Regions from separate parts of the Mus musculus genome. Here regions 2, 3, 4, 5, 6 and 7 are each linked to region 1. A link is a contact called in public Hi-C and promoter capture Hi-C data. All regions are on one chromosome and are shown on one strand. The core of a region is the stretch at or near the end of the contact, and the rest is flanking DNA. Distances in the headings are between cores, read along the strand shown. Region 1 holds the start of Derl2 (Der1-like domain family, member 2). Region 2 holds the start of Camkk1 (calcium/calmodulin-dependent protein kinase kinase 1, alpha). Region 3 holds the start of Hes7 (hes family bHLH transcription factor 7). Region 4 holds the start of Spns2 (spinster homolog 2). Region 5 holds the start of Slc13a5 (solute carrier family 13 (sodium-dependent citrate transporter), member 5). Region 6 holds the start of Tekt1 (tektin 1). Region 7 holds the start of Ube2g1 (ubiquitin-conjugating enzyme E2G 1).

Region 1 (3,161 bases), core at 638-3,137:
CCTTTATATTTCAAACTAGGGTCTCAAAACAGGTCTTCATTTTCACTTTAACTGCTAGGAGCCTTGGAGGTATTAATTGATCTTCTAATCATAACAGATGGATGATGGAGATTTTTCTATACTAACTTCTGGGGGACTTGTTACTTTATTTGCATGTATAATGTCACTAAAGATTGCCAAAACATTCTCAGAATATCTAAGCTGTTTTACACTCACTTGGAGTAGACCAGAACTTCTTGTATCTACCAATACTCTAACTTTTGTGAATTTGGTAGTCATAAACTTGTTTTTCTTCCCTATAGAGCTAAGAGTATTCCCAGGGCCTTTGTACATACCAGTACGCACTCTAGCACGAGATTCCCAGACCCACACTGTATTTTGAAGACTAAGACCATATGGCTTCGCATACTGTTTGGACACTGAAACTACCTCCACCTTCCACCTTCACATATGTTGTTTCTATTGAGATGACTTTCCTAAAGACTGTATTTTCATTATCTGAATAGATTGGTCATCTGTTACAAATTACCCAATCAACTGACCACTTGCACCCTATAATTCTCTTAAGTTTGCACTCTAACTTTGCCTCCAAGTTTTCACCATTCCTGGATTGATGCGCCATGATTACATAACCAAATACCTACATCCAAACTTCCAGTTTTGAGAAAAGTTCCAATGTTGCCTTTTCTCTGTTGGACACTGCCAATGCTATAATGAGGCAGTAGCTATAAAGATGCAGTTTTACCAACAAGTTGCTAAGACCACTCCCCAGTGTTTGCTCCCATTCTACGTTGTCCACACTGGCCTAGAACTTCAGGATGGAACAAATCCTCTGGCTTCAGCCTTCAGAGTGGCTAGGAGCCACAGGTCGGTTCAACTACTTTCAGCTTTCTAGTCTTCCTTCTAAATGCCATTCTCTCCAACTTTTTACTTGGTTCCTACCAGTCTTGACGGTCGCATTTTTTTGTCCCACAATTTTTAAAGCTTCTTTATAACTTACTGAACACGTCTGCCACGGTCAGGATAGTCTTTGCTCCAGCCCAATCTAATTCTATTTTCTTTCCTTCAAGTAAGCATGCAGTAGGCGCAGATTCCAGAGCCAGTTCGAATACACATCCCTGAAGAACCGCCTCCGCTTTCCCTTCATCTACCGTCTCTTCTCTGCTAGATTAGAGTTCCTGCGGCTGAAGATAAACATGAGAGGTCCTCACACCGTCTCGACGAATGTAATGGACTTCAGAGCCTACGACCGCCACAGACAAGGCCCAGAAACCGCAGAACGGGAAGCGCTTCCTTCAGCTCCAGCTCCCGTACTACCCCGCGGCCGCGATGCATGCCGGGAACTCTAGGTCTCCGTACCCAGGCCGGCCAGACCGGAGGGATTCCCTACAGAACGCTCCGCCGCCCCGACGCCACTCCTCGGTCCCGCCCTTTCCGCTCCTCCTCGGAGAGCACACAGCCCCTACCGAAGCGATCCCGGGAGTGATGGATTCCGCCCCACACCGGCTTCCCGCCACTTCCTTCAAGCTACACTCAGCGGCTGGAAGAAGGCGGTAACACCGGCTCCTCCGAATCGACTGAGACCTGCCTCTGCGAACGAACGCCAAGGCGGGCTGGATCGCACTCCTGATTGGCTAGCCGTGGGTCAAAAGGAGCCACTGCGATTGGTAAAAGGAAGGCGACAAGGAGGGAAAGCTAGCTGTGGCCGGCAGGGATTGGCGGACGGAACTGGTCCTTCTCTCTGCGTTGGTAGGCGGAGAAGTAAGGATGGACCGACGCAGAGGCGCAACTCTTGATTGGTGGGTGAGCGGCCCCAAGGCGCCAGCGATTGGTGGCTGTCCGAGTACGCAGCGCTGATTGGACAGGAGTGGGTAGGCTGAAGGCCAGCTTTGAGTCCGCCCCGCCGCCTGGCATACTGGCGGAAGGGGAAGGGGGGCAGGCGCGGTGGGAAAGATGGCGTACCAGAGCCTCCGGCTGGAGTACCTGCAGATCCCGCCGGTCAGCCGCGCCTATACTACCGCCTGCGTCCTCACCACCGCGGCCGTGGTGAGCAGCTGTGGCGCCACATCCTCTTTTTCCAGGCTAGCTATGACTGCGTCTTCAGAAAACGGGTTTGGGCCGCGGAGAAGCCCAGTGGGTCTGGTCCCAGGGGTGGGTGGAGACATCCGGAGCTGACTCTAGGGTTTGGGATATTCCCAAGGGTGCCAAGCCAGTGACCTGAGAAGGGTGTGCCCCTTCGTGAAGGGCCAGGTCAGTTTCAGACAAATGAAATCCAGACCTGTAGTGAATCAGAAGTGCGGGAGCCGCCCACCCAAAAATGTGTCTGAGAGGTCCAGGTGACTAGTGGGAGTGAGGTCCGCTAGGTTCACAGACTATTATATTGAGTATAGAAATCTCGAGCTATCTGGAAACATCTTTCAAAAGACGGCCTATGGATATAAGTGTCTGGCCGCTTGTACCTATCCCTAATGGTAGCAGGGTCTTAGTTAAACCCCTTATTCCGAGTTGTCTCACCTAGCTGAGGTGGTGACCACGTGACGCACAGATTTGTAAAAGATGCTGTTGGCTTGTCTCTAAAATATGCTCACCCGCCTGCCTTATAGCATCCTCAAATATTGCAACATCAAACTGACATTGTGTGTTTATACAAAACGGTTGTGCAAATTCTAAAGAATCTCTTACCAGCTGTCACAAGCAAGACAGAAATGTATTCCAAGGGACAGAAATGATTAGATCTACTCATCCTTCGTGGTTCATGATGAAATTTTGTTTTGCGGTTGATCGGCTTCAAGAAGCTCTTTTTCCATTTCAGCAGTTGGAATTGATCACACCTTTTCAGTTATACTTCAATCCTGAATTAATTTTTAAACATTTTCAAGTAAGTGGTCTATATAGCAACTGTGATTAATGTTTTCATTATCTTTTTTTTTTTCGTATCGTTTAGTAAGTAGTAAATCCTGTGAAATAGAGTCTCAAAAAAAATAACCCAGTAGGGGAATCTCTGATTACAGGTCTTTTTGAGATGTAAAGAGGGCATTCCACAGCCTGGTTGGACTCTAGAATGGTTTGAGAGCTGCTAAGTATTTGGGAACTCCTTATATACCAAACTAGAGTTGCCAGGGGGGAGCCAGGTGCAGACAGAGCAAGCAGGAGGATGGCAG
Region 2 (3,296 bases), core at 567-3,066, 2.0 Mb before region 1:
GATTCACTGGGTATCTGCAATATAAGAACGAGGAGGTAAACCAGTAGACCCCCAAAGACAAAGTCCCCACTCTCACCATTTGCTTTCCAGTAGAGTCATGAAGCAACAAATAAGAATGCTAGCAATAAATACATGATAGGTGCTGTGGGATGCCCTGGGAAGACAGCTACTACAACAAGACAGGGCAGGAGCAAGATGCTAGGGACACAATTGATGTAGCGCAGAGAGGGTTTGTACACAATGCAAGCTCTAAGCAGCTTTGGAAGGAGAAAGGCGGTACACAGTGTAGACACTTGGAGAACAGCAACTGGAGCCAGAGGGACTGGCCCATAGGTGCAAGTGCCATGAGGTGGGACAGTGCTTGCTCTGTATGAAGACCAGCACAGCAGATGTGGCTGCAGTGGAAAGTTCCTTAGTGGAGGTGTGCATCAGGAGAGAAGCTAAGGTCCACTTACACTGGCCTCGGGGGTGTTTTCCTGGCGGAGGCGACATTGTGACCACTAAGCAGGATTCCCAAGGGAGAAATGGGAGTTCACCCTGTGTCTAAAAGAGATCCCTTCCCAACGTGATAGCAATAGAGTGCTTCCCAACAGGCTTGGTTTAGGGTTTGTGAACAGAAACCAGAGGCCTCTAACACCAAAGGAGTCTTTAAGCAGGGAAGCAATTCACTTGGATAAGGTTTAAAATAAGCCCCAGTCCTGGTCTGAGGACTGGGCGTGGGGGACCAAGGAGCAGGTAGTAGGGTCTAGAACAGTCTGACCCACAGCGTATGTTGGATGGAAGAGGTAGAGATGCGCAGAAGACCCAGCCTCTTCCTTTTCCCTGGGATTTTCAAGGACACAGCTGTGCGCTTCTCTCACACCCTGAACCTGGCCAAGACAAAGAGAGGAGCTCACTGGGACACAGTCCTGGGACCCAAGGCATGTGACAGCTAGCTCTGCTCACTCTGTAACACCCTCAAGACAGACACACACCCCTTCCCTGACAGATGTAATCCTTGTCCTCGTGACCGGTGCTCACACACCACTCCATCCTGAAACGCACCCCTCAGGTACACAGGCACACTCTTGTGTCCACGTGACGCACGCACACCCGCCTCCAAACACCACACACAGCTCCCCGCGCACGTGTGCACCCTCGGAGCACCAATCCTGTACCCACCAGACCCAGAAACCACAGCGCCGCCTCCGCCACCCTCACTCAGTCAGGGGACGACTGCGCAGCAGCTGAAGTCGCTCGCTGCATCCGTCCCATTCATCACCCCGCCCCCAGCTCTCCACGGAAGACTCACGGGAGGGCTGTGGGAGAAGCGCTCTGCTGAGATCCACACGTGGGTGCACCCGTCCAGGCCCACTCCGAATAGACACGGCCTCCACCCAGAGCCGGGCCCAAGGCACCGCGCGCGCGGGGCTTCTATGCAGTCCCACAGACAGCAGCTGCGGAAGAAACGCAGGTGGTCGGGCACCCGCATAGCTGGCTTAGACAGATGCGGGCTCAGGGAACCATCCCGAGGACCTGGCCCTGCAGACACAGCGGGAATCTCTGCACACCAGATTCCGGCTGCCCACGTAGACCCGGCCTTGTAGACCACCCTTCTACAGCCCGTTGGCTGCACAGGGCGGCTCAGCCGTCCGCACCCCAGTTTCCAACTCCAAGTCCCGGCTGCTGACCCCTACCTAGGCACCTGGCGACAGTCTCTGCGGTGGGCACCAGGCTCGCTCCCGCTGTGCGCGCCCCGCCCTGCCCGCCTTGCCGGGCTAGGATCGCCCGGCTCAACCCGCTGGCGCCGCAGCTCCAGGCTGCGCTCGCTCCCCCCGCCCGCCGCCGCGCCGGCCCACGATCATTGGCTGTGCCGCGCAGCGCCCCGCAGAGATGTCCAATCAGAGTCCGGTCCTCCCGCCCAGGGGTAGAGGGGGCGGGTCTCGACGGGATCGGGAGGAGGTGGCTCGGGAGGGGCCCTGCGGATGGGCCCCGACGCGTCACGCCCCCGGCGCCCGCAGACAAGCAGGCTCGGGGAACCCGATGTCCCTCAGGCCACGTCGTGGGCCCCTCAGCCTGGCCTGAAGCGTACGATGCTTTTTTCGAGTCCTCAATCCGGTGTCCTAGTCTCTAGAGGCAAGAGCATCCCTCCTTCGGGATGAGGCCCGGTGCGTACCAAGGAGAGGCTAGGTAGAGGCCCTGGGAGAAGGGCCTGGAGTTGAGTGTTCTCCGGGGGGGTTGGGGGAGGGAAGGAGGAGGGAGATTCGTCAGAGTGCTGGGGTGGGGCGGCACTCAGGTTTGGAGAGGAGCAGGAGGTGACTGGCTGGGCTGAGGGAATGAAAAAGAGCCCTCCAGGACCAAGTGGCCTTGACTGTGGTTATGCCTGGGGACTGCCCTCACAGACTCCTGGTTCAATCCTGCTATTATTAGTCTATTGGAGATGCCCCACATCACTGCTTGCCTCAAACTCAGACCCATGTTGCTATCTCCAACCTGGTCTCACCTGTGTCTCTGTCTTAAACAGGAGTTAGAAACCAGGAGTTAGAAACCAGGAGTTACCTGTGTAGCAGGTTTTCTGACCCAACCGGGTGTAGCACAAGGATCTGCCATGTTGCCTCTTAAGATCCCTAAAGTCTCTCTCTCTCTCTCTCTCTCTCTCTCTCTCTCTCTCTCTCTCTCTCTCTCTCCCCACCATCTGCCCCTCCCTGAACTCGACCACCACGGTCATGCAGTATACCTCCACTTGATTAGTGCAGCAGCCCCACCCCTCACCCCAATCCAGTATCACTTCCCATTAACCTTTCTGGGACAACCAGAACAGGCACTAGGAACACCAGAGAGCTGCCTCTTAGGATCTTCCACTGCTTGCCACTAAGTCCCCTCAAGCCCTCCATAGCTCACCCCTCACCACTTGCCTGCCTAAACCCCACTTGTCTTTTGGCACTTAGTTCAATGCCTCTGCTGCTAGGAAGCCTTCCCCATGACCTTCTGGATACCTGGAATGCCCAGCAGCCCTTTCTCAGTGCTTTCCAGATCTCAGCACCTCTTCACCTGAGTCCTGTCTGGACTAAGAACTCTTGAGAGCAAGGGTCGAGATGAATTCGCCCAGCACAGCCTGACCTCCTGATGCATGCCCAGCATGTATTTGTTGAAATGAATAATTGGGTCCAGTAACTGGAGGATTGGATCTATAGGGCTGGAGTTCAGGAAAGAGCTGGGCTACAGAGACTCCTCCCCCCACCCCCAGTTTTGAAGATTGAATCCAGGGCTTCTTGCATTCTAAGCAAGGATGCTACTACTGAGCTATACCCCAATAT
Region 3 (2,979 bases), core at 39-2,538, 1.9 Mb after region 1:
GGGGTCTGGGATGGGATTTCAAGGAGCAGGCTTGGGTCCAGAGTCACCACTCCAGCTTATGTCCCCACCCCAGTAGAAAGCTCTGGGACACAGGTACAGAATGCTTAGGGGCCTGGGGCCAGCGGTGGAACTGACCTGGTCCCTGGTCCTCTCCAGGAGCAGCAGCCTCAGCTCTTCTAGGCTGCGGTTGATGCGGTCCCGGCGCCGCTTCTCCACCAACGGCTTCAGCATCTGTGACCAGCGGGAAAGGAAGAGCGGGCCGACCGGACCGAGACTCAGCGCCGCCGCGCAAGCGTCCGATCCTGCCGCTGGGAAAACCCCCCATGCGCCCCTTTCCCCTAATCCCAGGCTGCTTGGGTCTGGTCCATTCGTTTCCCTCTCACTCCCTGCTACTTCCCAGTCCCTTGGGTCGCTTTCCGTGGCTCGCCCACTTCTCCCTGCCCTTTCTGTGTTCAGCTTTCTCCTCTCTTCTCCCCTCTATGGCACTCTTCTTTTCTCTTTATATCTCTATCTTGTGTCGTCTCCCTCTCAGTGTATCACTGAAGAACTTTAGGGCCACTCTTTGCCCCCAGGCTAGTGAGCCGCGCGATAGAGACCTAAGGTGAAAGGCAGACACACAGTGCGACCACACCTCCTCTTCTCACTCAAACCCTTCACTCGTTCTCCTAATATCTCTCACCTGGCCTCGCACCTCCGGAACCAACGACTCAAAGGTCTTCTCTTTGAGTCAGATGTGGGTTCCCAGGCGCTTACAGACAGCGTCCATAGCCTTTCCTCTATTTTTGTTTCCACCCTCCTCCACCAGCTATGGCCTCTAGCTTATCTCATGTTATAGTATAGCTTCGTGGGGTTTTGTTTGTTTGTTTTATTTTGGTTTGGTTTTTGTTTGTTTGTTTGTTTGTTTTTTCGGTAGGGGTGCACTCTGTGGCCTCGAACTTGCGATAATCCACCTGCCCCAGCTTCCCGAGCCCTAGAATAGGCCACGATGCCCAAATTCTGGCACTTTCCTAGCCACAAGCCTTAGCCCACAATAATGCAAACCCCTAGACCTCCGCTTCCGCAGCCCGCGCAAGTTGGGCTCTGACCCTGCCCTCTTTATACTTTACAGGTTCTTTCGGTCTTTTCACTCTTGTGTCTCCATCCTCATTCCTAGCCCACAGAGTTAGAACCTTTAAGTCCTCTGGCCTGAACAGGGACCCTATTTCCCTCCCTTCCCACCTCTCACCTTGGGGCCGTCCCTATTCTCAGCTCGCTCCCGGGTGACCATTGCTCCTCCGGACCCTTCGGTGGACTCAGCGCGTGCTGCCTAGATCCTTATATCCCGCCGCTGCAGGGTAGGAGGGCTAGGGCCCGGCCCCGCCCCCTTCAGCCCCTAGATGCCCAGCTCAAGGACCCCGGCACGAGGCTCCCGGAAAGGCAGGGAGTGAAGGGGGAGGGGAAGGGGAGGAACTAGCCCCAAATGTGGGAAGTGAGGGGAGGAAGGGGCCACAGGCTGGTTTAAGGACCATAAAGCTGTATAATAAGGCGGGACCCAACTGGAGGGAGGAGATTATTAGGGGAAGAGAGTCTAAGTGAACTGGGAAGAAATCACTTAGGCATGAAATTTGGGGGTCTCCTAGACTAGTAGATTTCTTGGAGGTTCACTATAGCCCCACCAACCCTGAAATAAATGTTGGCATGCTTCTGCCTCCAGGCTGAATATTATAATCTTCTCCCAACCCCTAAAGGTGCAGAGCAGATCTACCGGATTCTACTGGCTGGCTGTGGGAAAAGACGGCGCCGTTGTATCTGTCTCTTCTACTCAATTCCCACAATAACTCCAGTACTTATCCCTGCAGACGTAGTAATAAGGAGAATCTGCCGCCAAACTGACTCTATAGATACTGTGACTTGAGTCCCCGGGAACAGATTTTCCTAAGGATGGCTGGACTAAGGGAGGACAAAGGAAACTTCTAGGGGGAAAAAAATCCTTGAAGTATACGTGAGTGAAGAAATCTTTCCATTCACTACCCTTGATCTTAGTTAGCCAAGAGGCCGAGAAGCGATACCTTTCCGTTTACAAGAACTTGGTTTAAAACTAAATTCAGGAGTACAGCTGGCAGGAAAACATAGAGTGCACCAGTTGGTGGGCGCTCTGGAGGCCTCTAGGGACTGTAGGGGAGCAGGGAGACGTGAGATTTGCTAAAGGGACAAGAAAGGTTTGGTTGCAAAATGGGATCTTCACCCACCTCAAACAAAGAGCATGACCTCTCAGAAGGATGGATATGTCAACACCTGGAGACTTCAGGGCGAAGTGCCTGAGAAGGTAAAATCGAAATTTAACACGACAAGAAGGCCTGGGGAAAGGACATAATAAAGACAGGGCTACAAACCGAGCCAGAAGATAGCTGTGGAGTCAGAGACAAAGTGGAACCCCTTCCCAGAGGCCCTCCACATCCTGAGAGGGTTTTCTGGCAAGAGGCTGCCTTGCCAAAGGCAGAGCAGGAGGGGCCCGGTACTTGAGAAAGGAGGCACCCATTTGGGGTTAGGGCCCTCAGTACATCCCACCTTCCCCTACTTCAGCCAAATGGAAGCACAGATGTGTGGTCCCAGCAGGCCCCACCGCCCCCCTCCTTGGGAACCAGGATTGGGGTTGAGTTTTTCTCACCTGCACGTGAGGCTCGGGGCCTGAGGCAGTTTGCACCCGGGTGTGGGGCCGCCCCTGGCCATATGGAATGACTTTATGGCCCGGTGGCCGGATCCAACGGAGAGAAAAAAATGGCCTGACGCTCCACCCACCTCAATGATTCTCTACAACCTTTTCCCACACCTAGAAGTAGGATTGGATCTGCCTCTGAGAAGTTCACATAGGCTTATTATGACCTCTCTCCTTGTCTGCATTGGTGGTTCAGTGGTAGAATTCTCGCCTGCCACGCGGGAGGCCCGGGTTCGATTCCCGGCCAATGCACAGTTCTAGCTTTTTTCTTTTTTTTTTTTTCC
Region 4 (2,970 bases), core at 279-2,778, 1.5 Mb before region 1:
TGTGTGTGTGTGTGTGTGTGTGTGTGTGTGTGTGTGTGTGTGTGTGTATGTGTGTGTGTGTGTGCTTGAGTGCCTTATGCTTTGTCATCCGTTGGCTATGCCATGACTCACTGTGGTTGACACCTTCACAAGATGTTCCTGTTGTGGACGTGGGCTCTGGAGCAGCCTGCACTAGCAAGATGATTTCAGGGCCCTGGCTTCGTACCAACCAGACCATTGACTAGTTGTCTGTTTATGACGGGTCACCTTGGTGACCTGAAGTCTGTCTGTGAAACAGACAGAAACCACTGGATATCTGAGGGGCTGAATTAAGTCTCCCCTGACTCTCTCATTTGAACCAAGGGTTTGGCACATACTAGGGAGAACATGCTATACTGGGTTTTAACTTCTTTCTTTCCTTTTACATATTTATTTATTTAGAGACGTGTTGGCCTGGACTCGCTGGCCTGGAACCTCGGAGTTTCACCTGCCTCTGCCTCCCAAATGATGGACTTACAAGAGAAGACTGTTCTTTACACAGAAGCTACCTAGCCATTCTCCAGAACTGACAACCCCCCCCCCCCCAACGTGCTCAACTACCTGGACTATATTCCCCCAATAGAAACAAAGACCCAGAAAGATAGAGGTTTCGTCCAATGTTAAGCCACACGCAAGAGCAGATATAGGCTAGGATCCAGCTTTCCAACTTTCACTAAGGGTTTTGGGGAGATGGTACCCCCCTCAAAGGCTTTTTCTGCTCCATCCCCTCTCCTTCTCGTTTGTCTGAGATTGGATCTCTCCTGACTCAGCCTCCCAAACGCTGGGGTTACAGGTGTAGGACACCCTGCCTGGCATTGAGGAGGCCCTCCTGGTTCTTTTGGGCTCTAATCCGAGCCCTGGTTCTCACAAGCTCCACTCTATGGGGGGTAGAGATATGGTCAGAGTGAGCCCAGGTCATAGCATGGAGGTGCTTCTCTATAGAGGAGAGCAATGGACCTTCATGAGGTCTGTGTCCTGGGTCCACCAATCATGTTTCTTAGGCAGCGCTGCCTAAACAGACTGAATTAAGGTGAGTAACTGTTGGAGTCAGCTCTACAACAGGTTCCCCAGTTTTGACCATCTGAGACTTTTTTTTTTTAATGCGTAGCTTAAGCCATGGGCCTTCCTCGGCCTCAGCCAGGGGTCCTCTCCCATCGCAGGGGCAGGGTGGAAGTTGAGTAGGGTCTGGGGTACCCTTCTTCCCTCACCTAAATCCTAATCGGTGCTGCAGCTCCCCGCAATCGCTTCCTGATCCCCGAGGGTTCCGTGGCCGCAGCGCTACTGCGTGACTTGCGCCCCCGTCAGGCGGGTGGGGCTGTGCGGCCAGGCGCCCCCGCACCCCCCGGGGCAGCACGTGCGGGGCGGGGCTGTGGCTTGAGCCCGGAGGTGATTGGGCACACGAGCTTGGTGGGCGGGGCCGGCCGCAGCTGTCAGAGCCGCCGGGGCCGCGCGTCTCACTGACTGAACAGTAGCAGCGGCGCAGCCAGGGCTGGAGCCCGAGCGCAGAAGCGGACGGGCCGGGCCGGGATGGTGCAGCGGCGGCTCCGCGGCGCGCGCACGCACTGAGCGGGCCCGGGCTGGGCCTCGCGTCCCCCGAGCCCCCCGCGCCCCCCGCCGCCCCGGCCCGGGCCGGCATGATGTGCCTGGAATGCGCCTCGGCGGCGGCGGGCGGCGCGGAGGAGGAGGAGGCGGACGCCGAGCGGCGGCGCCGGCGCCGGGGGGCGCAGCCAGGGGCTGGAGGTAGCGCTTGCTGCGGGGCGCGGGGTGTTGGGGGCGCTGGAGTCGTGTCCGCCGACGAAGAGGTGCAGACGTTGTCCGGCAGCGTGAGGCGGGTCCCGTCCGGACTCCCCAGCATCCCCAGCACCCCTGGCTGCGCAGCAGCTGCCAAGGGCCCCAGCGCGCCGCAGCCCAAACCGGCCAGCTTAGGCCGAGGGCGGGGGGCAGCTGCTGCCATCCTGAGTTTAGGCAACGTGCTCAACTACCTGGACAGGTACACTGTGGCAGGTGAGCAAATGCCCCATCTAGCCCGAGGACCAGGGCCCTTCCATCCCAGATGCCCTAGGGAGCTTTTGGTTGCCAGCTCCCTAGATCCAAGCCCTCTGGAGAGTCCCTAAGGACCCTCTGTTCAAGCGATGCTTTGGCGTTCCATGGGTCCAATCCAAAGCACCCCACGCTCCCCGTGTTAGGGATTGGTGGAGTTTCCACCCCTGGAGCAGCTTGTGAGCCTTCGCCAAGCCCTTGACGGCTCATCCGTTGTCCTCCCAGAGTCTCCTCTGCGTCTCTCTTGCCTTATCGCCTGTGCGCCCCCTTCCTCCACAGCCGCAGGTTCCCCGGCCTCTCCTCCTTTTCCCTTAGTCCAGGCCGTCTGTGCTTGCACGGCCCGTCTGTTCCTTCTTTCCTCGGTCTCAGCCACCCCCCTGCATGCGTGCGGCCAGTGTGTGCGCCTCTTGCGGGTGTGCGCCAGGCAGCCGGAGTGTGCGCGCGCGTGGCAGCGCGGATATGTGTGTGTGAGCTTGTAAGCGCGTGGCTGACAAAGGCTCGGGCCTGCGGGGAGCCGAGGGAGGGGCGGGGCGGGTCCGTGCCGCCTGGGGACCCAGGATGCGGTTTGCAGCTGGCCCTGGCTTGAGGCCTGGAGACGCCTCCTTCTGCTCCATGGCGCTTGGAGCCTGGAGCAGGGCATAGGCCTGGGGGCGGGGGCTGGGGGGGTTGGTCTAAAGAGAGGCAGCCTCATGCTCCTTGAGCATCTCTGCGACTCAACCCCAGGTTTGAGACTGAAATGGATACAACTGGGTTTCTATCCTGAATGTGCTTAATGTGTGTGTGACCTTGGGCCAGTTTCAGCTTGTGTTTAGGTCTGTTTCCGTTTGTGAATTGATTGATCCCTGGGCCTCTTAGTGTGGATGTGACTCTGGGATTCTATTCTGCTGGCGTCTCTCCCTGTCTTCACAGGGG
Region 5 (3,176 bases), core at 44-2,543, 1.2 Mb before region 1:
GGTGGTGGTGGCAGGGCTAGGGGTGGAGAAGAGGGAGGAGAGGTTAGTCTCATATAATTCGTAGCAATTGCATATAACCTATTCTTTACTTCATCTCTGGATTGCTTGCAACACCTAACACACAGTGTAAGTGCCGTGCTAATAGTCGGTCTCTGTTGTATATAGTTCAGAGTACGCCGATGGTTTCCATGTTTAGAACAGAAGCAGCCATCCTAGTCGTAAACACGCTAACCATGTCAGCAACTAGATAGCATCTTGATCAGTGGTGAGAGCTGACTGTACAGGAATCTGGACTCAGCCATGTGTCAAGTAGCCTGTGGATAAGACTCCCCAGAGGAGAATGAGAGGCAGGCAGAAGAGAAAGAACTCACCGAAGTGTCAATAATGTCATTGCACCCTCTTGTGTTGGTGTCCCAAACAGGACTTAGCACAGCAGGTACTACACACAGGTCTGTTAAGGGGAGGATTAATGAATGAACGAATGCCTCGATGATGGTTGGCAGGATTATGCCCCCTCTTTTCTAAGGCCCCGTCTCCCACCATAAAATGGTACTAGCGAGGTGGTTGGTAAGTGGGCGGCAGCAACTACCCGCGCCTGGGCAAAGACGGCCGGCCTGCGCAAGCGCGTTCGCTGGAGGGTAAAAGTCGTTCGGTCTGCGAGGACAGTGACCGCCTTCCTTAGCGGTCCCTCTAGAGCGCCTACGGTGCGCTGGGTAGGAGACGGCACGAGGAGGGAAATGGGTTCTATGTCTAGAGTCGGGCTAACGCTAGGAGGAAGCCAGCGGATCTTGGAGGTGAGAAGACCGCGGTGGCGCAGGGCTCGGCCATCGCCTCTAGGAGACGCCCCTCCGGGATAGGGATGAGAAGGAGAACGCTTTGGAGAGAGAAGCCTGAGAATCCTACAGGCTGGTGTTTTTCATCTGGGACATTCCGGAGTCCAGGAGAGAGCAGGTGAGAGTACACAAAGGGTCCTCACGCTTAAGCTGGCAGAATGACCGGCACACCCTGCATGGTACTGAGGACCAGAGCAGCGCCAACGGGCTGGCAAGTGGTGAGGTGCCAGGGTCCAGTCCTCTCCATAGAGGGCTGGTGCCAAGCACTGAAATCTGCAAACGCCTCACTCTGCCGCGGGGTGGCAGAGTCCTGGGACAGACACTCCCCACAGACCCCGAGGGGTGGCTCCGCCCCAGGACCGCAGGGAGGCCTGGCAATGGGGGGCGGAGTTGTAGCCGCCCCCAATCCGGTGGGACCGCGCGTCCCCCTTTTAAGCTCGTGAAGCTTCTAGCTGCCTCGCAATCTTTTCTCCCTCCAGTCAGTCTCCCTTTCACGCGATGGATTCGGCGAAGACTTGTGTGACCAAGTTCAAGTCCTTTGCGATTTTGCTCTTCACCCCGATCCTGATGCTTCCACTCGTCATTCTGATACCTGACAAGGTCAGTTGCGTGTCTGGGCAGCCTGGCGGAATCCGGGTGCCCAGTGCAATAACGGGCACGGAACCCGGGAACGCTGAGCTGGAACGCATAGATTCCTCCGTGGGGACGAGCTCCCCTGGGACGCGTGCTCAGACGCTCCAGGCACCAGATAGGAGGTGCTCTGCAAAGAATCCGAGGGACGCACAGACCCTAAGGTGAACACGTCCTAGAGTGCACCGATTTCAGGGCGCAAGAGCCGTCCGGGCAAACACGGAAACCTGGACGTTAGAACAGATCTGAACCACACAGACCCCTCGACAGGCTTAGCCTCTGACTCAAAATCTCCTCCCAGAGTGCACAACCAACGCTAGTCCAGCTCAAAGATAATGCTCGAGCTAGTAGAGACTCTGAAGGCTGGGCTTTCTTTCCCTCTGTGCCTCTTCTCTAGGAAAGAGAGATTTCCTAGCTGTAGATGCCTTCAGGCAGGGAACTACAGGAACAGAGTGGATCATGCCTTTGCCATAATCTGGCCTTGATATTTGAAGCTCAGGTTCCCCATCTATGATCTATATTTCTTTCTAGCTCGGAAGCCAAGGAAGCCACTCTCGAGTTCAAATCCTGCTGCAGCCTGAAAGGCAGGTCGGGCACTGCCCACCGCCTGCTGAGGCAGTCAGTGTGAGGAGGCAGGACGTATTCCCAGAGCTCACGCCTTGGGTGGCATGGCTCTCGGTTGCTGGGGAAGCTGAGTCCCATTCCCTGGCCTCCTGGTGCTCCTGGGAGGAAGGGAGAGAATGAATGGCCTTGGCTGCAGAGCAGAGGAGGGCGGGAGCGCTGGCCCCGGCTCTGTCAGGCTGTGTGCAGCCAGTTTGGCGAGGCCAGGGCTCTTTGAAGCCTTATGTGGCTACCCTTTCACTCTCAGCCCAGACAGGAAACCTTGCTCGGATCCTGCTTCCCCTCCACAGGCAGGTTTGAGAAACAGTGGCTCTCTTCAGGGAAGGTTTTGAGAGGAGAGGGGTGTCCCCTGGTGGGCTTCTAGTCATTTCACATTGTGCCTTTCAGCAAGACCCTTTGCTCTCCGGGCCCCGGGTGCTTTGATGGGTACAATGGGGTGACTGGATTCTGGGAGTAAAAGGGGATCATTCCGGCTCCTAGGATTGGGGCGCGGGGGGGGGGGCAGAGGAAACATACTGAGCAGAGGCTCCACATGGGCCAAGGAGAGCAGAGCAACTGTGCGGACTCATCCGCTGCCACTCTGTTAGCGAGCATCCAGAGATTCGGGGCCATTCCCGTCTGTGGGAGGCATCCAGGTTAGGAAGCTGTGATTTTAGCTCTGCTGGCGGGGAGTGATGTTCCTTGGAATAATTATAGTTGCTTGCTTGACCTTTCTGGTAGAGGACAGTGTAACCAGGATCCCACTTTATCCCTGGCTCATGCATGTGTATGCGCACGTGTGCACACCCCCCCCCCCCCAACACACACACATACACTCAGAGAGAGACAGAGACAGAGACAGACAGACAGGTAGGCAGGCAGAGGGGGAATATAAATATCAGTGAGTTAGGTTCCCAACCGGGTGTATTAATACATCTATATGCCCTGGGACTGAAAATTTAGGGACTGGGAGGCCATTTTGGAGGTTCTTCCAAAAGGCAGTCTTCCTGTACCTTCTCTCCAAGTGGCTTGGTGCCTGGGAGCCTGGGTCTTTGGCTCCCTATTTTTGCCCTCTGTCCCTCTTTTTGCTCACCACCAAAGACCACCCTGTTC
Region 6 (2,924 bases), core at 402-2,901, 1.3 Mb before region 1:
GTCCTGGAATGAGAGATAGCAGGAAATGTGGATATCAAATCAATGTTCTGCTCCCCACAACCCTGTTTTTGGTTATTATTATTTTAGCAAAGTAACCTTTTCAGTTTTACATTTATTATTAATATTATTATTGTTGTTATTTGTCTCCCTCTCTCTGTCTTCCCTCCCATTCTTTTCCCCTGTGTGTGTGTGTGTGTGTGTGTGTGTGTGTGTGGTTGTGCAGGTCAGAGGACAACTTGTGGCAGTCATGTCTTTCCTTCTGGAGAGGCACTTTTACTTGCTGAGCCACCTTGCCTACCCCAGTCTTTGAATTAAGGTATTCATTAATATTAATACCAGAATTAAGAACATAGATACATGAGCTGGGCAGTGGTGGCGCACGCCTTTAATCTCAGCTCTTGGAGGCAGAGGCAGGTGGATTTCTGAGTTCCAGGCCAGGCTGGTCTACAAAGTGAGTTCCAGGACAGCCAGAGCTACACAGAGAAACCCTGTCTTGAAAAAAAGCAATATATATATATATACATACATGAATGAAAGGTGAGTGTTAATTTCCAATATGTCTTTCAGATTTGAATCCTCAGCTTAAGGGTCTTTTTCTGGCATGCTGAGATGCCAGGGATAAGCAGATACACCCAGCTCATCGCTGCTTTTTCTTCCTTCCTTCCTTCCTTCCTTCCTTCCTTCCCTCATTTCTTTCTCTTTCTTTTAAAGATTTGTTTATGTATTTATTTTATGACTAGGAGTGCTCTGTTTTCTGTTTTCATGCACACCAGAAGGTATGCACTGGATCTCATTGCAGATGGTTGTGAGCCACCATGTGGGTGCTTGGCATTGAACTCGGGACCTCTGGAAGAGCAGTCAGTCCTCTTAACCGCTGAGCCATCTCTCCAGCCCTTCATCAGTGCCTTCACATTGTTATAAATTTTATGCCTTTGTTTCATCGTGTTCACCTTTATGATTGCTTTTTCTGCCACACAGACAGCGCCAATTTCCCATTTCCAGTAGTAATGCAAAGGGTTTTTTTGTTTTGTTTTGTTTTTGTTTTTTTGTTTTTTAAATAAACGTGCTGCCTGTAAAACGAACGTTTGAAGATGGTGTATGGCTATGTTAAACTCATGGCCGTGGCACCGAGTGGCTGGCGTCCTGAAAGCCTAATTTTAACTCAATCCACAACAGTTTGAAGATCACGTAGCAGTGCGATCTTAACCGAGAAAAAGCTCAGTGCTTGGTGAGTTTTACGCCTTGGGAGAAGATACCTGGCCGAAAACCCATTCTTGCCTACCCCTGTCTGGAGCTACCCATGCACCCTGTGTGTCGCTAGGTTTGCAGGTCCTTTGCTCCAGGTTTGGAGCAACGACCACGTGGAACGCAGTGTGTGTATCTCTGTGGTCCCGGGTCATCTACGGCTCAGGACAGCGCCAAGACCGACCCGCTGTGCATCTATGGAGTCAGAGACTCGGGGAACGGGAACCCCGAGTGACCCAATCTCCTGCCCCGTGTTTTGACGTTTTCTCAGCAGGATCAGACTTCGGACCACCTACTTTCTTTGTCTTGTTTGCTCGGGTTACCCTTTAGCACCACTCTCACATTCGCGCTTGCGCAGTCTTCTAACTAGGGCAACGTTGCGTCCGTCCGGTTGCCATAGAGACCGCAGTTTTCTCGGCTGGTTCTCTCAGAACCAGGAGCTCTGGTTGGGGTCAGGAGTGCCCTACAGAAGCTTGTGTTCTTTAATGAACTAAGGTAAGTGAGCCCCGATCCACCTCACCTACCCCTTCTCCCTACCCACGCGGTGTGTCTTTTGTATCAGCGGTTAGCACTGATATCGGTCCCCTCTTCGAGACTATTCACACTTGTTCAAAGTTATATCTCAGAGAGCCACGCTGAGACAGACTCGGGAGAGACCATAGGAGGGGACTGAACTGGAGAGCTCAGGAGTGTCTGAGGGGGTTACATGGGGCCTGATGCTTAGCCTAGTCAAGATCTGAATCCATCCTTGGTTGTGACGGCTTCAGAGGCCCCTAGGGTAAATACTAGGGTTATAGAGTCCAGAGCGGGAGGCTTTCAGAGTTCAGCTTTGCCTATGGAAGACAGATGTGATGTCGTTCAGAGCCAGGGGATCATATTTTTTTTCCCCCGCAACTGTCTCCAGAGGCTGCCTTACCCCCTGTTCCTTGTCTTTATCCTGTAGTCACAATGCCCAGATGTTGGCTTACAGACGTCACATCTGTTCATTTCTTATACAACATGTCTGGGTTCATGTATTTGAAAGAATACTGCTTGTCTTAGGGTTTCTATTGCTGTGACAAAACAACATGATCAAAAAGCAAGTTGGAGAGGAAAGGGCATATTTGTCTTACATGTTCATATTGCTTGTTTATCATTGAAGGAAGTCAGGATAGGAACTCAAAACAGGGCAAGAATCTAGAGGCAGGAGCTAATGCAGAGGGCATGAAGGGCATGCTAACTGGTTTGTTCATCATGGCTCGCTCAGCCTGCCTGCCTTCCTTCCTTCCTTCCTTCCTTCCTTCCTTCCTTCCTTCCCTTCTTTCTCTTTTTTCTTTCTTTCCTTCCTTTCTTCCTTGTCTTTTCTTCCTTTCTTTCTTTTCTTCCTTTCTTTCTTTCCTTCCTTCCTTCCTTCCTTCCTTCCTTCCTTCCTTCCTTCCTTCCTTCCTTGTCTTTCGTTCTCTCTCCCTCTCTCCCTCTCTCCCTCTCTCCCTCTCTCCCTCTCTCCCTCCCTCCCTCCCTCCCTCCCTCCCTCCCTCCCTCCCTCCCTCTCTCTCCTTTTTTCTTCTCCAAGGCAGGGTGTCTTTGTGTAGCCCTGGCTTTCCTGGAACTCACTCTGTAGATTAGGCTGGTCTCAAATTTTCAGAGATCCACTTGCCTCTGCCTTCCTAGTTCTGGGATTAAAGGCACCACCACTGCCC
Region 7 (3,041 bases), core at 29-2,528, 1.6 Mb before region 1:
GGCACCAACCCGCCTCCTCCCTCCCCCCCTTCCACTCCGCACACGTACGCCTCCAGCGCGCATGCTCCGCTCACACAGTCCTAGCAGAGTAGGAGCCAACCCCCTAAAAAGTCAACCTGGAAGCCGCAAACGGCCAGAGGCCGGGACAATGGGGGAGGGGGACAGAGACTCCACGGGGGAGGCACTGAGCCGCCGCCCCTGGCCAGAGCCTAAGGCGGGCCGCAGCCCGGTGGCCGCGAGCCTGCGCGAAGGAGCCCGAGCCGTGCCCACGGAGCACAAAGCCCGGGCCGGCCAGCGAGCCGCTCTCCCCAGCGCCCGCGCCCACCCTCCCCCAGACGGGCGGCGCAGCCCGAGCTCGTGCCAGGCGGAGGCAGGCGAAGCGGAGTCGCGCTCCCCGCCGAGCCCCCCGGTGCCCCGCGTCAGCACCCGGGCCAGCCCCGCCGTCGCTTTTGTTGTCTGCCCTAACTCCGCGAACCCCGCGCTGCCGGGCCAGAAGTTTGGCGCGCCTCCCCTCTCCGGCCCCCGACACGGCTCGGACTCACAGCCGCGCGGGGACCCCGCAAGCTCCCGGGGTCCCCGAGGTTCCGCGGCCTCCGCCGCACCTGAGCCCGGGATCCGCCCCTCAGGGAGGGTCGGCCCGACCGGGACCCACGCCCCTCCCCCGCAACGCCCCAGTGCCGTGGGGGAGGGGGCAGCCGCCCAGGGCGTCCGGCCCGTCCGAGGGCGAGGCTGGGGAGCGTCCCCGCCCCCAACACCCTCCACAGCCGGGCCAGGAGTGTCGCCAGCTCGCCGCGACTCGCGGGCTCCCACCCTCGCGGCCCGCCACCACCCAGCCTCCGAGCGGGCGAGAGGAGGCGAGTGGCTCGGCAGTCCGCGATCGCGGCCCGGCGCCCCGCCGCTCACCTGCCAGCTGTCTTCGCAGTAGCAGCGCCGACTGCAGCTCCGTCATCCTCCCCACCGAGAGCCCGGGCCGCCACCGGGACTTCGACGGACTGGCGACAAGCTCTGCCGGTGCCTGGAGCTAGATGTGTGTTGAGGAACCCGGACCGGAGCGCCGAAGCCGCGGGGAGGCCGGTCTTGGGAGACCCGAGAAGCACCTCGCCGCCTATGCGAGTCCGCTCCGCTCGGCTTTCCTCGCTCAGCGCCTCACGCCCGGAAGGGGAGGGTACCCGGGCCGCCGCGGCGCGCACTGGGACTTCGCTCGCCCGCTTCCCTCCTCTGCCCGCCCGTCGGCCCCACCGGTGCCTTCCCCCGCCACTGCCTCACTGCGCGCAGGGCCGCTCCGCGCAAGCGCGCTGAGCCTGCCTCCTTCAGAAGCAGCACTCCTGCTAGCCCGACCCCTCGGCCCTGCTGCCCCGCCTCCGGCGGTGGAACCCCGCCCACCGCGCGCAGTGGGCTCAGCCCCGCCATCTTGGGAAGGTCCACGCCCGCCCAGCTGCGGAAGCGTCGGCTGGTAGACGCCCCGCGGACGCCATGACAAAGAGGTCGCGGAGGGTCAGGACGCTGCCTCCCGGTATAAGCAGGAGGTCTAAGCGTGATGGGACCAGAAGTGGTAGATGTTGGCGAGGACCCAGCAGCCATCCAACACTACATCGGAGGTGTGCGAATTAGTCATTGTTACAAAGCCGAATTTAGTACTGGTGTGCACCATTTTAAGCAGCCGCAAAATAGAGTGCATGGTGATAATTCATAAAGAATGCACAGAATGGTCCTTGAAATAAAAATGTTATGAGTCTCATAGCAGAAAACGTTTAAGTAAATAGTAAGACTGAGTAAAGTGCAGAGTTGTGATTAGCACAACCTGATAAATGGTTCGGATTCAGGTGGTATTCTCCTGTAATCTCAACACTTGAGGCTGAGGATTAGAAGACCCAGGTCCCCTTCGCTGCACAGTGATACCCAATCTCCGTCTGGGGATGAGGATCCATAATAGATCAGACTCCTCTAGAAAAGGCACCTACTATGTAAAGTCCAAGTGTGAAAGCCGAGATTAGGAAAAGTCAACCTTATCCAACCTCCTTGCCCATTTCCCAGTTGAGTGCTTTGTCAACACTGTAGCAATAAAGAAACAAAAAAGGGAAGGGGGAAAAGTAACATTGACACTCAATTTTGTTTCTTCTTTCTTTCTTTTAAAGATTTATTTACTTATGTATATGACTACACTGTTGTTCTCTTCAGACACACCAAGAGAGGTCATAGGATCCCATTACTGATGGTTGTGAGCCACCATGTTGCTGAGAATTGAACTCAGGACCTTTGGGAAATCAGCCAGTGTTCTTAACCGCTAAGCCATCTCTCCAGCCCCTTGCTTGTTCTTTCAATAAGTGTTTGTTCAATCCCTACTTCCCTGTACCTGGACTGTAGAAAACAAAAACTGTGCATAGGAAATCAGGTCCATTTCTACCCACAAAAGCATGAAGCTTCTGTGAACTCCAAGTAAAGTGAACAAGAGGAGCAGATTCCGTTAGGCATGTAATAAAAATTACTGGGCAAGCAGGCACAAGGCCCTGGCTTACCTCCCTAGCACTGTCCCACCAGACCAAAGAAACAAACATTGAGTGAATCTGCCATTTTGAAATACTGCCCACCTAGGGACTAATCCAGCTTTATGGTTGGGATAGGGGAGGGGTTGGTTTTTTGTAGTTGTTTTGCTTGTTTGTTTGTTTGTTTTGGTTGGTTGGTTTTGGTTTTTTGAGACAGAGTTTCTCTGTATAGCCCTAGCTGTCCTGGAACCCCTCTGCAGACCAGGTTGCAGGTTCGAACTCAAGAGATCTGCCTGCCTCTGTCTGGATTGGAACTAAAACCATGCCCCACCATATCCCTCTGTGGGTTTGTTTTTAAGGATTTTGTTTTAATGGGTATATATATGAGCCGGGGTGAATTTATGTGTACCATGTGTATGCCTGGTACCCAAAATCTGGAAGAGGACATCAGATGCTCTAGAATTGGACCTGCAGAGGGTCTTATGCTACTTACTACACGATTGCTGGAAACCATCCTATCCTATGTGTCCTCTGAAAGAAATTTTCTTTTTTTTTTTA

Evidence for each region. Promoter capture Hi-C pulls out the DNA fragments that hold promoters and counts their contacts. Hi-C and Micro-C count contacts between places; a contact is called where the count stands out from the background. Capture Hi-C pulls out chosen DNA fragments and counts their contacts.
Region 2: a promoter capture Hi-C map of pancreatic islet shows a contact between it and region 1. The contact joins the promoter of Camkk1 here to the promoter of Derl2 in region 1. A contact is called at or near these places in 1 of 39 promoter capture datasets (hippocampal neurons), 1 of 115 datasets of contacts at active chromatin or transcription factors (astrocytes) and 2 of 9 other capture datasets (liver and pancreatic islet).
Region 3: a contact with region 1 is called in a promoter capture Hi-C map of pre-B cells, with 3 times the contacts expected there. The contact joins the promoter of Hes7 here to the promoter of Derl2 in region 1. A contact is called at or near these places in 2 of 39 promoter capture datasets (liver and pre-B cells) and 1 of 9 other capture datasets (liver).
Region 4: a promoter capture Hi-C map of hippocampal neurons shows a contact between it and region 1, with 2.9 times the contacts expected there. The contact joins the promoter of Spns2 here to the promoter of Derl2 in region 1. A contact is called at or near these places in 1 of 39 promoter capture datasets (hippocampal neurons) and 2 of 115 datasets of contacts at active chromatin or transcription factors (embryonic forebrain and large pre-B cells).
Region 5: a contact with region 1 is called in a promoter capture Hi-C map of embryonic stem cells, with 2.7 times the contacts expected there. The contact joins the promoter of Slc13a5 here to the promoter of Derl2 in region 1. A contact is called at or near these places in 3 of 39 promoter capture datasets (embryonic stem cells, hippocampal neurons and liver) and 2 of 115 datasets of contacts at active chromatin or transcription factors (astrocytes and stem cell-derived neural progenitor cells).
Region 6: a contact with region 1 is called in a promoter capture Hi-C map of hippocampal neurons, with 3 times the contacts expected there. The contact joins the promoter of Tekt1 here to the promoter of Derl2 in region 1. A contact is called at or near these places in 2 of 39 promoter capture datasets (embryonic stem cells and hippocampal neurons).
Region 7: a contact with region 1 is called in a Hi-C map of muscle stem cells, with 7 times the contacts expected there. The contact joins the promoter of Ube2g1 here to the promoter of Derl2 in region 1. A contact is called at or near these places in 3 of 39 promoter capture datasets (embryonic stem cells, liver and pre-B cells), 2 of 484 Hi-C or Micro-C datasets (CD4 T cells and muscle stem cells) and 1 of 115 datasets of contacts at active chromatin or transcription factors (astrocytes).

What each region holds. Positions count from the first base shown.
Region 1 is chr11:71,018,029-71,021,189 of GRCm38.p6, reverse strand. Derl2 (Der1-like domain family, member 2) reads left to right here and starts at 1,887. Exons shown (of 7, transcript NM_033562.4): 1 at 1,887-2,046; 2 at 2,813-2,878. The coding sequence starts at 1,954. It overlaps Mis12 (MIS12 kinetochore complex component), which reads right to left and starts at 1,579. Exons shown (of 3, transcript NM_025993.3): 1 at 1,001-1,579.
Region 2 is chr11:73,017,508-73,020,803 of GRCm38.p6, reverse strand. It overlaps Camkk1 (calcium/calmodulin-dependent protein kinase kinase 1, alpha), which reads right to left and starts at 1,816. Exons shown (of 16, transcript NM_018883.3): 1 at 1,677-1,816. 4732414G09Rik (RIKEN cDNA 4732414G09 gene) reads left to right here and starts at 1,963. Exons shown (of 3, transcript NR_152202.1): 1 at 1,963-2,147.
Region 3 is chr11:69,118,762-69,121,740 of GRCm38.p6, reverse strand. Hes7 (hes family bHLH transcription factor 7) reads right to left here and starts at 1,288. Exons shown (of 4, transcript NM_033041.4): 1 at 1,226-1,288; 2 at 136-231. The coding sequence starts at 1,267. n-TGgcc5 (a tRNA gene) reads left to right here and starts at 2,877; the gene lies at 2,877-2,947. It also overlaps 9130213A22Rik.
Region 4 is chr11:72,488,478-72,491,447 of GRCm38.p6, reverse strand. It overlaps Spns2 (spinster homolog 2), which reads left to right and starts at 1,528. Exons shown (of 13, transcript NM_153060.3): 1 at 1,528-2,022. The coding sequence starts at 1,653.
Region 5 is chr11:72,264,721-72,267,896 of GRCm38.p6, reverse strand. Slc13a5 (solute carrier family 13 (sodium-dependent citrate transporter), member 5) reads left to right here and starts at 1,293. Exons shown (of 12, transcript NM_001004148.4): 1 at 1,293-1,433. The coding sequence starts at 1,332. It overlaps 1700051A21Rik (RIKEN cDNA 1700051A21 gene), which reads right to left and starts at 1,053. Exons shown (of 2, transcript NR_045922.1): 1 at 372-1,053; 2 at 1-16.
Region 6 is chr11:72,360,609-72,363,532 of GRCm38.p6, reverse strand. It overlaps Tekt1 (tektin 1), which reads left to right and starts at 1,651. Exons shown (of 8, transcript NM_011569.3): 1 at 1,651-1,740. It overlaps Gm34317 (a long non-coding RNA gene), which reads right to left and starts at 1,619. Exons shown (of 7, transcript XR_003949575.1): 1 at 1,542-1,619; 2 at 1-3.
Region 7 is chr11:72,605,498-72,608,538 of GRCm38.p6, reverse strand. It overlaps Ube2g1 (ubiquitin-conjugating enzyme E2G 1), which reads right to left and starts at 1,278. Exons shown (of 6, transcript NM_025985.4): 1 at 904-1,278. The coding sequence starts at 949. It overlaps Gm51906 (a long non-coding RNA gene), which reads left to right and starts at 1,376. Exons shown (of 4, transcript XR_003949712.1): 1 at 1,376-1,598.